3 separate regions of the Mus musculus genome follow, and all the other regions are linked to region 1. Evidence: chromatin contacts called from public HiChIP or PLAC-seq data. All regions are on one chromosome and are shown on one strand. The core of a region is the stretch at or near the end of the contact, and the rest is flanking DNA. Distances in the headings are between cores, read along the strand shown. Region 1 holds the start of Utp14a (UTP14A small subunit processome component). Region 2 has its middle 37 kb from the start of Xpnpep2. Region 3 holds the start of Xpnpep2 (X-prolyl aminopeptidase (aminopeptidase P) 2, membrane-bound).

Region 1 (5,093 bases), core at 1,802-4,301:
AAAAAAAAAAAGAAATCAATGTTTTTCTAAAATACTCTTATTGATATTGTATGGAAAAGATTAAAACATCATTTATTCATAAAAATATAATTTGAAGTGTCTTAGGGAAGTGGAAAAATTTTTCAAAGAGAGTAGACTAACCTTGTATTTTATTTTATCTTCTTAATAATAGTCTCTTTGCATCTTTTATGTAGGGGCATGATATGGTCTAATTACATAATTGGATGGAGAGACTAACTACTGAAAAACTGGTTGAAACAACTGTCATTATTACAGTTAACAATTATTGAGCCTTTGATGTATGACTGGCTACTCTGAGAGGTTTCCAATTATTTTACTGTTTCTTCTACATATTAATTTATTTAGTTCTCACAACTGCTCAATGTAGTATTATCCCTCTTTTTTGAGAAATGGTCTCCTGTAACTCAGGCTGACCACAAAACTCACTGTGTAGGCGAGGATGAGGTTCAACTCCTGGTCTCTTCTTTCTTCTACTAATACAGTCATTTTCCACTGATGCATACCTGGCTTTATTATCCAATTTTAAAGATTTAAAAAAAAACCCAAAGACACAGAGGGAATAAATGACTTAAGAATTACCAATCTTAGAGGAAAATAATGAGGTAAAGGTGCTTGCCTCCAAGACTGACCTGAGTTTAGTCCCTGAAACCTATATGGGAGCTGACTCCCACAAACTGTCTTCTGACTTCTATACACAGCATGCCATGTGTACCCCTAAGAAACACAAAACAACTTTTTGAATATGTTAAAAGGTAATTATCAAGTTAATAATAATAAGAAGAACTATGTTTCAAACACATATAATCTGGCTTCAAAACTCATATTCAAAATGCTACAATGTTCCTTTTCTATAAGATTTCTGCAATACCACAGATCTGAAAGGGCAAGAATCTAAGTTAATAGAAAGGCAATCATGACAGAAAGGTGGGGAGGTATTTGATAGAGTCAGGATGTAAAAGAGGTGGGGAATAGCTGAGGAATGGTGAGTCTAAGATGACTCTCATATATCTAACTTGATTGGATGATTTATTGATCAATTACAGAAACAAAGAATACAAGAGAACTCTGGTGGAAAAGGTCATCTCTGTTGTACTTGTGGGAACAAAGAAGGCACCCAGAGATAGTAATCTATAGTTTAAGAAAGACATATAAGCTAGAAGTGTAGATTTTCAAGTTCATATATCAGTTTTAAAAGCAATTTGCCCCAGGGAGAACATAGGGAACAAACATAGAGGGCCAAGAGTAAGCTTCTAGGGAATAGCATCACTTAGGGCATAAGTTTATTAGAAGCACACAACAAAGAAAATGGAAGAAGAGCCGGGTGTGGTGGCGCACACATTTAATCCCAGTACTCGGGAGGCAGAGGCAGGCGGATTTCTGAGTTCGAGGCCAGCCTGGTCTACAAAGTGAGTGCCAGGACAGCCAGGGCTACACAGAGAAACCCTGTCTTGAAAAACAAAAAAACAAAAAACAAAACAAAAAAAACAAAAAAGAAAGAAAGAAAATGGAAGAAGATGGTCATAGAGCTACCATCATAGAGGATACCAGGAGAGAGCAGTCAGGGAACTCTGGGCTAGAGTTTTAGCAACATTTAAAATTGACTGGGAGGGGAGCAGTGAGCAGGATGTAAAGTAAAAATAAATAATTTTTAAAAAATTGTCCTTAAGCCCACTGGAAAATTGTGTCTATGAAACCATAGAAAATATCTGCTTTGTTCAACAATGTATCAATAACTCCTAAAAACCTGGCACATAGTCAATGATTAAAAAAATTTTACTGAATGAATAATGAAAAACAAAAACAACTATCAAATCCCATATTCAATTCTGGGACCACAAAGACTAGAAAGTATTATTTTATTTAAGAATTTTAGAGCATTGCCGATTACCATAAGAAATTTCAGTGCAACCGTTGGAGAAAACAAAATGGAAATGACCTAAAAGAAATGGCAATAATGTTTTTATGCAAGAAGTCTCAGGCTGGTCAAAAGCATTTGACACCCTCCCCCCAACCCTGACAACCTAAATTTAATCCCCTGCAGCCAGATGGTGAAAGGAATTCCTACAGGTTGTCCTGATTTCCGCGTGTGCAATGGCATGCGTACACACGCGCGCGCACACACACACGCGCACGCACACGCAAATGCACTCACACACATAGATAGGTTTATTATTTACAAATTATGCCAGACGTGGTACCACAAAAGCATGTAATCTCAGCAGGTCGGGTGCTAAAGCAAGAGGATCACCAATTTAAGGCTAGCCTGTCTCAAACAAGAAAAAAAAAAAAAAAAAAAAAAAAGCAAGAGTTGAGAAACTGCAGCCTCATGCCTGTGCTGCAAGCAGTTTACTAGTGAGCTATGGACCGGATAAAATAAGATTGTGTGTGCGTGCATGTGTGTATGGGTCCTACTATGTTGCACCGGATGGAGCAAGAAGAGATCTTTCTGCCTCATAACACATTCTCGAGTGACATTTTCTTGTATAGGAAAAGGGGACAATGAGCTGTAATCACAGGTACACCGGCTCAAAAAGAATTTCTCTTCAGATGGATAGAAACTTGCTACGTTCCCGTCCCCTTGATCTGGCAGGAGTCCAACACAGTCTGGGGCTGGCCAGTCCAGAGCTGTGCGACAGAGTCCAACGGGGCCTGGCCCTGGAGGCTTTGTTTTGGTTTGATTGGTTTTGGTTTTAGCTCCGTCCCTGACAGCGCAGCACCCTCGCCCTCACCACACTAATCTCGGACCGCAAGAAAACCGAATGCCAGGGAACCAATACCGCCAACCTAAATAAAAACCTCTCAGAAGAATGGGGACCGGCAAGTCCCACCCACCGGCAGTGCGGACCAACTGGCAGGCAGCCGGCTTTTCCATCGACCAATCCTGGAGCGCCTACAATACTTTGCAAGCCTCCCCCTGGGCGGAAATGACGCGCGTTGTCGCGCGTGATTAGCGGAAGCAAAATTTGCTTTGCGGCAGGCAAGGAGCTTGCTCTCTCTTTGGTTTCCGTTCCTGACCCATGTGAGTTACCGGCGACAGCGATGAACTCTATCAAAGCTACGAAGGGGTAAGACGTAAAAGGGAAAGGAGATTCCCGGGTATTTTTGAGGGCTGAATTTCCTGTATTTAGGGAAGTGGAAGCCGAACTGCTGTTTGTTAGAGATTCGCCTCCCCAAACCCTGCCAGTAGTTAATGTATCGGCTAGGAATCCTAAAGTCCCTTAATTTAAATTGGCTTTGCTCCTCAGTTTCTCGGCTCTTAAGTTGCATCGCTGTTAGGTCTGATGGTCGTCCGACTCTTGGCAAAGTTACTATTGATTTCCCTTTATTTGTCACGTGCGCATTTTCTGCCTCTGCCACGCGCAACATGCGCCGTCTGTGAGAGTGCCAAGTTGTGCCAGACCTAACAGGTATTTCATGTTACCCCTCAACGTTAGAAAAATCTAAATGTAGTCGCTTTGGTAATGTTTGCTTAGTAAATACCGAGATCCACTGTTAAGTAATAGTAGGTTTTTCCTAAATTCTAATCACCTTAAACACCCATTTATACAGTTGGTTTCAACCATTACCCTACGTCCTCAGTTATGCGAACAAATTATCAAGATTACATTTTTAATAAGTTGCACTTAATCAAGGCACCTGACCGGTGGGAGATCCATAGAAGCATTAATAGAATGTTTTCGAATGTTTAAAAGGTTTCCCAGTTGGTGGCGGCACACGCCTTTAATCTCAGCACTTGGGAGGTAAAAGCAAGCCAATCTCCAAGTGTGAGGTCAGGCTGGTCTACAAAGCGAGTTCCAGGACAGCTAAGGTTACACCGAACAACTCTTGTCTCAAAAAATAAAATAAAATACACGTTTAAATAGTTAATAGGAAACTGCCTTTGCCTCAAAAGACAGCAGTAGCGTCAGTGGGAAATTGAAGCATAGTAAGTAACAGAAGTGCAGGGTCAGCCACTAACCAGTGTTGTCTTTCCCATGCCGATATTGTCATCTTGGAAGTGATGCCTGACCCCCTTCTAAAAACACTTTAACTAATTACCTTCTGTTTTGTTTTTTTGCACCTCTTCTCAGATAAGAATACTCAGAACTGAGCAAACAGATATTTGTTTAGATCAATAGTTCTCCACCTTCCTAGTGCTGCTCAACCCTTTACTACAGTTCCTCATGTTCTGGGGTTCATGACCACCTCCCAAAACATAAACCATAAAATTACTTTCCTTGCTTCTTCATAACTGCACTTTTGCTACTGTTATGAATTGTAACATGAATAATGTCTGAAATGCGGGATATCTGACACATGACCCATGGGAATGGACCTTTTGCCCCCCCCACACACACACACACCCCTGTGGGTTTTGACCCACAGGTTGAGAACTGCTGGTTTAAAAGAAGAGTTATTTCATGTGCTAATGTTTCTGTGTTGCCTTTTTAAAACAGCCTTCTGGCTTTGAGCCAGCAGGATGATCTAATGGATTTGACAAGCAACTACCCCTTGAGTGCCAGTGAAGATGAGGTAGGTGACAGCTGTTGAACGGATTCAAAATTAGGGTGAACAAAACACTCCTGGAGAGGAAAGGGGAATAAAAATGTGTGCGTGTAAAGAAGGTTACTAAAACTCTAACATATGCTATCTTTTTTTTTTTTTTTTTTTTCTGGTTTTCAAGGCAGGGTTATACAGCTCTGGCTATCCTGGAACTTGATCTGATGCTATCTGAATTTTAAACCTATTCCCCTGACAAAACTACTTACATTGTTTTTCCTCTTTCTCTGTGAACTATTTTAATACCAACACATGGGAAGCAGAGCCTGGTAGCTCTCTATGATTTTGAGGCCAGCCTGGTCTAAAAGGCAAGTTCCAGACTAACCAGGGTTACATAGTGAGACCCTGTCTCAAAAAGGGTAGTGGGAGTTTTCTCCTGGGGGGAGGGGAAACACTTCGATAACTGTGGCTATGAATTGAACTATTTTTCAGTGTTTCTGTATGAAAAACACTTTTTGTATCTTTTTTTTTTTTTTTTTTTTTTTTTTTTTTTTTTGGCTTTTCGAGACAGGGTTTCTCTGTATAACCCTGGC
Region 2 (5,093 bases), core at 1,894-4,393, 180 kb before region 1:
TTAGTTTAGTGAGTGAGGTCCATTTTGAAATCTGTCCTTTAGAACGGTAAGAAAACACATCTGTGCTGCCTGGGATTGGAGATGTAGCTCACTAACAGAGTACCTGGTATGTCTAAAGCCTCAGGTGAAAGTCCCAGTCCTACAAAAAAAAAGGAAAATAGAGAAATGCAACTTTCAGATGTGTAAATTTTGGACTATTCCATTCATGCAACTCTATAGTTATAAAAAGTTCCACCTATAGTAACTCAAAAAAAAAATACTTGTCTGGGGTCAGATATAGAAGAAGGTGGATTGGTATAGACCATGGTGAACTTTTGGGCAATGGAAATGTACATCTTGATGATGGTGGAGGCTACTTGGGCACATAAATTGTCAAACTCATCAAAATGCATTCAATAATGCAAACTATAAACTGATTAAGAACTGATAGAATAAACTATTTGTGTTGTTTTAACACCAGAAAGTGGTGATTTGTTATAGCAACAATGAAAAACTATCCCAGGACAACACAAGCCCTTCCTGACTGGTTTCCTTGCTTACTTCCCTTAGTCCAGTGACTAGGACACACAAAACACTCAGGGTGGGTGGGTGGTGGAGCACCCTCACAGAAGCAGGGGGAAGGGGGTGGGGTAGGGGGCTTTTGGAGGGGAAACCGGGAAGGAGGATAACATTTGAAATGTAAATAAAGAAATATCCAATAAAAAATTTCTAAAAAAGAAAAAAGAAATGGGAGCTGTAGGGGAGTTCAGGACATGACTAATAACTCAAAGAACCAGTTGTAGCATGGATCTGCTTTAAAATGTATCATTCCTAGGAGCTTCCTGAAGGGCAGGAACAATGTCTTGCTTACCTCCTTTAGGCCAGTAACTAGCACACAGGAAACACTCAAGAAATGGGCGCTCCGGCCATTTTTTTTTTTTTATCTCTGAGTCTTCATTCTGGTCCCTCTTCACATACCCTAGTTGCAGTATCCTCTTTGGGAAGTGATGCCCTCACATTGGTTTACTCCTCTAAGGGTGAAAAAGGAGGCACAATGTACAAGTTGACAGTGCTAAAGCCATTCGGACTGATTGAGACCTATGCCATTTCCACTAGTGTAGTGGAAAGCTTTCCTCTAGCATCGGCTGGACCATTCCCTCAACTCCAGGAAAGCTGGTGGTTATGAAAACCTACCCACGCATCTGCTGCAATGTCCTTCCACCAAACATCCACCAAGGACACTCTCATCACATTTCTGTGTGGTTGCTTTCTGCAACCCTTGTGGATCTTTATTCTCACCCCTGTGGGGTTCCATCATTGTCTTAGGCCACTGTTTTAGCCTGCCCAAATCTTCCAGGGTCCCTATACCTCACCCAGGAGGTTAAACAGCATCTACCTCTAACCCCATGCCATCTACATGCTCTATGCCCCAACGCCTGCCTCCAAATCCTCGATAACAATGTGGACCAGGTTAGAACTGAGAAAATGCTGCTGAAGACCCCCTGAGGCTCCGCATCCATTGTGGGGTGATGATTCAATCCTAATTGTGCCTATGCTAAATCCTGGCTGCCACATACTTGAGTGTGAAATTGGGAATAATCATTGACTAGTTTCCTAGGGCTGCCACAACAAAGTGCCACTGTTTAAGTGGCTTCAAACACACAAGTAAGTTAGGCATGGTGATGCACGCCTGCAATTCCACCATTGGGAGGGTGGAAAGAGAAGGATGGAGAGTTTAAGGCCACCCGGGCAGGCTTCAGAACAAGATTATGAATAAATAAATAAATAAATAAGCAAACAAACTATATATACATATATATGTGTATATATGTATACACACACACACATATATAGATATAGATATAGATAGATATAGATATAGATATAGATAGATAGATATCCACCCTAAGGATAGAAAATACAGCTCAGTGACACAGCAGTTGCTTAGAAGGTGAAGGCCCTGGGTTTGAACCTACCGAGAGAAAGAGAATGATGAAGTCAAAGCAGAAGAGAAAAAAGAAATTCTCTCCGTTCTGGAGGCTAAAAGTCCAAAACCAAGGTATCAGTCAGGCCATATTCCCTGAAAAAGCTCAAGTGAATATCTTTTCTTACTCCTTCCAGGTAGCCAAAGTCTAGTCCCCGTCACAGTGACTCTCTGTCTCTCTCTGTTTCTCTCCATCTGGCTCACTCTGGCTCACTCTGGCTCTCTCTCTCGCTCTCTCTCTCTCTCTCTCTCTCTCTCTCTCTCTCTCTGTGTGTGTGTGTGTGTGTGTGTGTGTGTGTGTGTGTGTATGGCTCTGTCTCTCTGTCTCCCCTCTGTGTCTCTCTCTCTCTCTCTCTTTCTCTCAGATGGAGCCCATGACCTTGGGCACATGCTAGAGAAGCACTCTACTGCTGACCCACATCCCGAGACATCCTCACTCTCACCTCCCCACCCGCAACGCATAAGTCCCTCTTATGAGAATGGCGGTCATTGGATGAGAGCCCATTCTTACTGTGACATCAGCCAACAGGCCACATCCTAAATTCTGGGTGGCATGAATTCAAAGAAACACTATTCAACACACTACAAACAGTGATATGGTCTTCAGGGATCCTGTGGGGGCCAGGAAGATAGCAAGGTAAGGCAGAGCAAGCAGCCCAACAGCAGTGTGCGCACAGAGCCCCTGCAGAGTTCCAACACAGAGCACCTGCTGAGCTCCTACACATGCAGATTCGGATCCAGCCTGCTGGGGTGGCTCTGAATTTCTCACCAGCTCCCAGGTGATGGCCCTGCTGCTCCTCCTGCTTTGAATAACAAGGAGGTTCGGCAAGAAAAGAGCTTTGAAAGCAGATGTCCAACAGGGTTATTACATTTCTTTTGTAACAAGCTTTTCCCAGGCTCTTGTTTCCCCACACCTGGATCTTGTGAGAACTGTAGAAGAAATAAAGTGTTTTTATTTGGAGATTCCTTCCTTTCCCCTTCCCTCAGAAAAGCAGACTTGTGCACAGACACTTGAGTTTGGGTAGTTTCCTGCCTGGTGTATCATCTAAAAGCACGAGGAATGAATGAATGTGAAGAAGGAGAACAATCAGTGAAGAGATTGTTTGGGCAGGACTGAGGATGTAGTTCAGTTGCTGGATTGCTTACCCTGGATCTAATGGACGTTGGATGGTGCTGGATTTAATCTCCTGCACAGCATGTGGTGGTTCAAGCATGTAATCCCAGCAGTCCCTGAAAGCGGAGGCAGGAGGATCAGGAATTCAAGGTTATCCTGGGCTATATAGCAAGTTCAAGCCTGCCTGAGCAACGTACAAACCTATCTTTTAAAAAGAGAGAGCGTATAAATGCTTAGGTTGCTGCCAGGGCATGCAGCATCCCACTTGGGAGCCCACCAAGAAATTGAGCACATGCCTAAGACTCATCCTACTAGAGTATTGTTCACTGGTTCCTATCCAGGATCAATTAAAGGTTACCCTCAGGGGCTACAGGGGTTAGGGGTGGGAAAGCAAAGGAGGAAGGCAGTCACATGCTGGAAGTAGGCTCCTGCAGTTGCTGGCAGCCTGGACTAGGATGGAATGAGGGCCCGAGGAAGAGAATTACTCTTAGTGTAATGTAATGTGTGCTTCTAGGTCACCATAGGAAGTAGCAACTTCAATGCCTCCCAGTGCCTACCTTCATCAACCTCAATCTGTCTTCACTCTTTGACACGGAAAGTGGCTTTTTATTGACATAACAATCCTTTAAGATAAGGGTCAGGAGACTCTTTCCATTTTATAGCCAGGGAAACCAGAGGGCCAGAAAAGCCAACTCATTTACCCAAGGTCACTCAGGAAGTGGCAGAAGAGATAACACAATTCACAAGAACTGCAATAGAGGATCCTTTACTGTTGGCAAATTAAAGGGACCCTGATGTCACCGTAGTTGTCAAAACTGATTCGCTTTCACTCCTCAACCATGTGCATTCGAGTTACTTCTCCTCCCCGGCTTATCTCAAACTCCGGGAAAGCTTAGCCCTAAGGGTAGTTAGTCATCTAGAATTGCCCCCTCAGGTAGTTGGGAAACCTCCCGGAGCTCCCTCTCAATGGTACTCCCCAGAACCATAGCTGAGATAAGGATGAAGGGAGACCAGTTTGTCCAAGACTGTTTACCACCCATACTTCTGGCTCCCCGACCCAATTCCTACCCCTCTACAGACCTAGACCTCTGGCCAGAACACCAGAGAAAGACTGGTAGTCCCCTTGTTTCTTCTTATGACCACACTTCAATAAATCCCTTTTCTGCTTTATCAGTCTTGTTTACACACAGCTTCTTGCCCTATTAAAACACAGTAGGGCCATCAGACACTGTTTCTTCCCTTTACAAAACAATTGACTGCAAGCAGGAACCAGGTATTCCCTCAAGTTCATATGGATTTTACTCACTGTCGGTATTTGCTAGGCTGGACAGGTACATTTGATATGAATGGATTTTTTTCCCTTGGGTAATTGGTTTGTGAATAAATCTCAGCTCTATAAAGCAAAAGATGAATTGACGGATGAAATCGAGTAATTCAGTGATTTGATATCATTAGTTTAAAAATGTCACCATAAGATTTCTTCAAGGAGTGATTTTCCCAAGCACATCAAATGTAGGACTCTTACACACATTTCGGGAAAAACAAGTTATTCTCAAAATAAGAGAGATCTATTCTTCTGCTGTAATAGAGAGCTGTTCATGTTCCATTTCCAATCAGAAAGCTCCCTGAGAGAAGGGGTGGTGTCCATTCTTTGCCATTTGGTGTCAATATATACAGAGAGAGCTGGCACTTCCAAGTTCAAGGCAGCTAGCCCTTAATAATTAGCATAGAGCAGTTTGGTGAGGATTTTCTTTTGTTAAGATTTATTTATTATTATATGTAAGTACACTGTAGCTATCTTCAGACACACCAGAAGAGGGTGTCAGATTTCATTACAGATGGTTGTAGATCTCATTACAGATGGTTGTGAGCCACCATGTGGTTGCTGGGATTTGAACTCAGGACCTTCGGAAGAGCAGTCAGTGCTTTTAACCCCTGAGCAGAGAATGCAGAATTGCAAATGGCTGCCTCAAAGAAGCTGCCAGTACTCTTGGAGAGACCAGCAGAGCACAGTAA
Region 3 (5,093 bases), core at 1,043-3,542, 150 kb before region 1:
ACATTTGAGGTCAAGTCCCCAAAAGGATGAGAGCAAAGACAGTAGTTTCTCGATAAGGAGATAAGGAAGGAACTGAGGGTACAGGCATGTGAGGTCATTGTTACCACCAAGGCCAAGTCAAGGTCCCAGGGGATGGAAGTGGAAGGCTTAAGTACTAAGCAGAGACATCCCAGGACAGAGTTCAGAAGGTGAAGGCAGGATGCCTGGGTTGTTGGATTGCTTTTGAAACATAGGTCTCACTGAGGTTTACTGTTGTAGCAATAACTGCCATTTCAGCAATGTTGGTGCCAGGGACAGAAAGGACAAAGTGTAGTTGAGACTTGCTTTGCTGCTGGTGAAGCATGCCCATGAACAAGCACAAAGCCTTTGGGCTTTGCTCTGTCAGGCAGCTGCTTTATAAGGACAGATTACCCCACTGATGCTCTGCTCCTTGTCGAACCAGGCTGTCATGTTTCAGTAACAGCATGTTACAGGTAAAGAAACTGAGGGCTCAGAGAGGTGAAATCAACGCCCAAGGCCACACAGATGACCGTAGACAGTAACTGTCCCCGAAAGGCTATCTCTGCATGAACCCGTGCTTGTCCTGTGAGGTATTTGCTCCAGCCTAAACAGGAGGTGAGTGCCTTTGAGTGGCCATTTCCTCTATCCTCCGATTTCTGGGAATTACGTCTTCACCAGTCATGGAAAGGGTGGGAAAGAGGGGACAGGATGGAGGGGAAGACAAGAGCTTTGGCAGTCATGGAATGACACAGAGTTCTCTCCCAGTTCTTGGCCCTGAGGCTGGGGTCTTCTGCCCTTTGCTTTCCCCTGAAGACAGAGGTCAAGGAGTATCCTCACTTAGCTTGACTCTGCCTTGTCAGGGGGTCCCAGAAAGACCCCCCTTCCCTCTACAGAAGGCTCTACCTCATCGTTCTTTTCTATTGCTTGATAATTTCATACACACATAAAATGTATTTTGATCAAAGCACCCCTATTCTTTCCACTCCAACTCCTCTACTATCCCATGTACCTTTTTCCCCTCCCAACATACTGCACCTTTTTTTTTTTTAAATACTCTGAGTCCAGTTAGTGGGTGTGGGAATACCCACTGGAGCACGGAAAGCCTCTTAGGAGCACATATCTGAAAACAGACTCTCCCTCTCTTAAAGGCAATCAGTTACCTCAGAGAAGGGTGGGACTTCACGAACCCCCCCCCCCAAATCTCCCGTAGGAATGAATGCTTCATCATTCTTAAATGGATTGTTGAAAGCCACCAACAATTTATTATGGTTACATTAGAAATAAAGTCAAAGCTAGACATGATGGTCAATGCCTGTAACCCTAGTAGCCAGGAGGCTGAGGCAGGAGGATTATAAAATCAAGACTAGACTGGGCTGGTTTTTTTGTTTTGTTTTGTTTTGGTTTGGTTTGTTTTGGTTTGGTTTTTTTGAGACAGGGTTTCTCTTTGTAGTCCTGGCTATCCTGGAACTCACTTTGTAGAGCAGGCTGACCTTGAACTCAGAAATCTGCCTGCCTCTGACTCCCAAATGCTGGGATTAAAGGTGTGTGCCACCACCACATGGCTGGGCTGATCTTTTGCTACAAAACCCCTTATTGAAATGAATCATTGTTACTTGGAAGAATTTCTTTCTGGGCTCACAGGACCCCAGAGGTTCTAGAGAGCCTTTCCTTGGAGCTGTCTTAGAATCAGTGTGGCGTGACACTCCCTGATGGGACAGAGTACAGGGGGTGAGTGCATGTGCCTGCCAGCACACACACACACACACACACACACACACACACACACACACACATGATTTCTGCTTTTCAGCTTTCTGCTTCCCTCCCAGTGAGTTCTGTTCGGGAAGCTATGTCAAGAGTATTTCCAGTTTGCTGTCTTCTCAGACCCCTCAGACTCCTCCTTTGGGGTATTCTAACTTCAGCTGCATCCCCTGGTCCCTGCAGATATTTGGGCCTTCAAAGGCATTCCAGATATCAAGGCCCCTAAGCAGCTTAGGCTTTGCAAAGCCCAGAACATGCAGCTGAATGGCACTGGGGGATCCCCAGGGAAGGTCTGCTGGTATATTTTAGGATGGACTAGTGGGGAAAGTCATGCCACCAATTGTAACTCAGTTACCAGTTGTAAGACAGTAACCCCTCTCCCCAGTTGCAATCAACATTCCTGATCTGGGTGTGGGAGTGGGAGAACACTCATACACTCATTCACTGGCTTTTTTTTTTTTGACACAGGAGGGCTTAGAGGAGGAATAGAAGTAGGAGCAAATATCTATCCCAAAGCAAAAGCAGGGCTGCACCAGTGCCTGATGTGAGCTAATAGGAAACAGCTTGCTGGAGGGTGGGGAACAGAATTCAGAAACTGCTAGGGTAGAGCTGCTGAAGAGGGGGGCTGGGAGAGGCTGGGTGATTGAGACCAGCTGTTGCTCGTCCATCTCAGAGATCTTTGGACTCTGCCCAGGGGCAGGCTCACACCCTACCTACCCTAAGCCACAAGAAACCAGCACAGGTTGCTTGGGCAGCCCGAGGCACACTCTCCACGGTGGCTTCCCAGACTTCCTGAAACAAAAGATTACAGAAGGATCCTCATCTAACATCGAGACACAGCCATCAACCTTATTTGCTTCTGCCCAGGAAAGGCCTGGAAGAAGAGGCCACCAAACAACCCAACCCTCTCTCCAGTCCCTTGATCTACTCGTCGCCTGCATCTGGAGACCCAATGGCCCAAGCCTACTGGCAGTGCTACCCCTGGCTTGTTCTCCTCTGTGGTATGTGCACCCCAGCCACTCCCAGCAGGCAGCTCTGATCTCTCTCTCTCTCTCCAGGCTCAGAAAAGTTTGGAGTAAGGGCTAGGACCCAGGTTATCTTTTTTTCTCTTTGTCACTTTATCTTGCAGAAAAGGCCCCTGGTGGGGCCTTCATGACTTGGATCAAATCTAGTTTGGCCCCTTTCCATGCCCAGACAAAGTGATTGCGTCACTTGTGAGGTTGATGGCTTTTTAAAAATGACTGCACGAAAGGCCTTGCAGAAGGGAGCCAGGTGGAACACACACACAACACAGTCTGTTAGGGATGTAGAACTAGTGAGTACTGGAGGGCTTGCTGCCAGAAAGTTACTAAGAGGAATCCTTGAGGTCCAAGGATGGCGTATTCTTGCTAAACTGACTTAACAGGATTCTTACTGAAGGCTGGCCAAGGTGATGAGGTACTAAGGGGTGGGGAATAAAGACTCTGATCTGATCTTGAAGGTGATCAGATATTGAAGGGTGGAAGTTTTCTCTAAACTGACTTAGCAGAATTCTTGCTAGGACAATAAAGACCTGGCAGGACAGGGCAGGTACAATAGGTCAATGTTGAGGTTTTGTCAAGAAAAGAGATCAAGGGGAGATGTGACATAACCTGTGGCCTGTTTGTTTCCAAATAAGTACCCAGTTCAGCTTCCCATCACTATCCCTGGTCCTAGGAAAATATTTCTCTTTGTCCTCTGACAGCAGGACCTGTTGATTAATTCAGCATCCAGTTATCTCGTTGGTACCACCCTGTACCAAAGAAAACAGAGAGAATGATAGACCCTGGCTGGTATTCAGATGAACGTGGATTGGCTAGGTCTCACTTCCTATGTTGGCATGTTAGCACTGCTATTTTGCTGGAGAGCTGCTCCGCCAGAATTGGGAGTGCATTTTCTTAGATGAACAGTATGGGTATCATCGCTTCTTTGAATTTATGAGACCAAGTCATTCAAGCAGAGCTTTCATGATGTTCCAGCCCAGCTCCTTTCCTTCTATCTGCTTCTCAAGCCACTTATAAGGTATGGCAACTCCATCCTTCCATGGCCCCAGGGAAGTATGTCCCTTTATAAGTGTCAAGAGGTAGAAAGAAGGGCTGTAAGAGATCACTGGACTTTCAGGTTAGGAAGGATCTCTTTTAAACAGTTCTGGTGCCTGGCACACAGTAGGCACTTAAAATAACATTTTTTTCAGTGAATATTGGGTTGCTTTCTCAGGTTCATACCAAATTTGGTACAGAGCCCAAACAGGAAAATAAACCTCCATAGACTGTGCAGCGTTTGCAGCATCCCTCTATTTCCAGGACCACTTCCTGTGCTTGGCCTCGAAAAAGATGGAAAGGGAACCCCTGTTTTCTTTCATGGTCCTGAGAACTAAAACTGGGGACTTTTACCTTTTTTTTTTTTTGAAGTATGCAAACACTTTACCACTGGGCCTTACAGCCAGCACCATCCTCTGTACCTTCCTTAGGTGGCCTAGGCTCAAACTTCCATCTCACTACTCGGTCACTGTGGCAAAACCTGCACAAATTATCAAACCTATGTGGATCTCGACCTCTCCCATTATAGAAAGTGAATTTCTCCCAAGGTTGTCACAAATATCAGAGGAGAGACAGTTGTAGCTGATCGACAGTGGGACTGCATTCTGGGAAATATACCATTAGGCAATTTTTTGTTGCACAAAAACATGGAATGTGCTTATAAAATCTTTGGGTGACTGTATAATGATATAGGCCCATTGTTATATATGCAGCCCTTAGTTGATCTCAATAGTGTCACAACTATGCAACAGTTACATTGTGGAACTCATTTGTATTTTGTTCTAGATTATCTTTTGAGACAGGCCCTCATGTAGACCAGGCTGGCTCCAAACTTGCAACACAGCCAAAGTTAACCTTGCATTTCTGCCTCTCCCTCCACAGCATCAGTAATTCAGGCATACAGTGCTATCTATGCTCTGCTGTAAATCACCGACTTCCATGTCTGGCACATAGTAGGAGCTCTTTAAATGTTCAGTCACCTTTCTCTGCCCCATGACGGTGTTGGACTAGAATTCCTGTTTTATAGTTAGTTGAAGCCTAGAATAGTGAGCAGAGACTTTGGCTGTAAGAAAGGGAACCAGTGACCTTTGGGTTTAAATAAAGCATGCACATACACACACAGCCCTCTAGGGTATTTCAAAGAAAATTTGATTTAAAAATTTAAATTATACCATTTTTTTTCACTTTACTAGACCCTAAAAAGACACAATTAGGTTAGAAATGGAAAAATAATGTGATGAACACTAAAACCCATCCAGAAGTGGCAGACACTTG

The links. HiChIP or PLAC-seq counts read pairs in DNA pulled down with a chosen protein or histone mark.
Region 2: an H3K27ac HiChIP or PLAC-seq map of embryonic stem cells shows a contact between it and region 1, with 4 times the contacts expected there. The contact joins the enhancer-like site here to the promoter of Utp14a in region 1. A contact is called at or near these places in 3 of 484 Hi-C or Micro-C datasets (B cells and bone marrow-derived dendritic cells), 6 of 115 datasets of contacts at active chromatin or transcription factors (the SCID.adh cell line, embryonic forebrain, embryonic stem cells and 1 more) and 3 of 9 other capture datasets (adipose tissue, liver and macrophages).
Region 3: a contact with region 1 is called in an H3K4me3 HiChIP or PLAC-seq map of the 230-238 cell line, with 6 times the contacts expected there. The contact joins the promoter of Xpnpep2 here to the promoter of Utp14a in region 1. A contact is called at or near these places in 19 of 39 promoter capture datasets (the 3T3-L1 cell line, 3T3-L1-derived adipocytes, the C10 cell line and 11 more), 2 of 15 datasets of contacts at CTCF or cohesin (large pre-B cells and pro-B cells), 28 of 484 Hi-C or Micro-C datasets (B cells, CD4 T cells, CD8 T cells and 17 more), 15 of 115 datasets of contacts at active chromatin or transcription factors (the 230-238 cell line, DN3 thymocytes, the SCID.adh cell line and 10 more) and 4 of 9 other capture datasets (adipose tissue, liver, macrophages and 1 more).

The regions. Positions count from the first base shown.
Region 1 is chrX:48,253,883-48,258,975 of GRCm38.p6, forward strand. It overlaps Utp14a (UTP14A small subunit processome component), which reads left to right and starts at 3,052. Exons shown (of 15, transcript NM_028276.1): 1 at 3,052-3,086; 2 at 4,458-4,533. The coding sequence starts at 3,061. It overlaps Gm39511 (a long non-coding RNA gene), which reads right to left and starts at 2,910. Exons shown (of 3, transcript XR_882302.1): 1 at 2,854-2,910; 2 at 651-735; 3 at 454-528.
Region 2 is chrX:48,069,443-48,074,535 of GRCm38.p6, forward strand. No RefSeq gene overlaps it. Among named protein-coding and RNA genes, the nearest start is that of Xpnpep2, 37 kb to the right of the region's middle. Within about 2 kb of position 3,144, at least 11 of the 459 cell types and tissues checked have an H3K27ac peak or open chromatin away from gene starts, as enhancers often do. A contact at or near this core is called in embryonic stem cells, where this site is marked.
Region 3 is chrX:48,106,433-48,111,525 of GRCm38.p6, forward strand. It overlaps Xpnpep2 (X-prolyl aminopeptidase (aminopeptidase P) 2, membrane-bound), which reads left to right and starts at 2,293. Exons shown (of 21, transcript NM_133213.2): 1 at 2,293-2,762. The coding sequence starts at 2,714.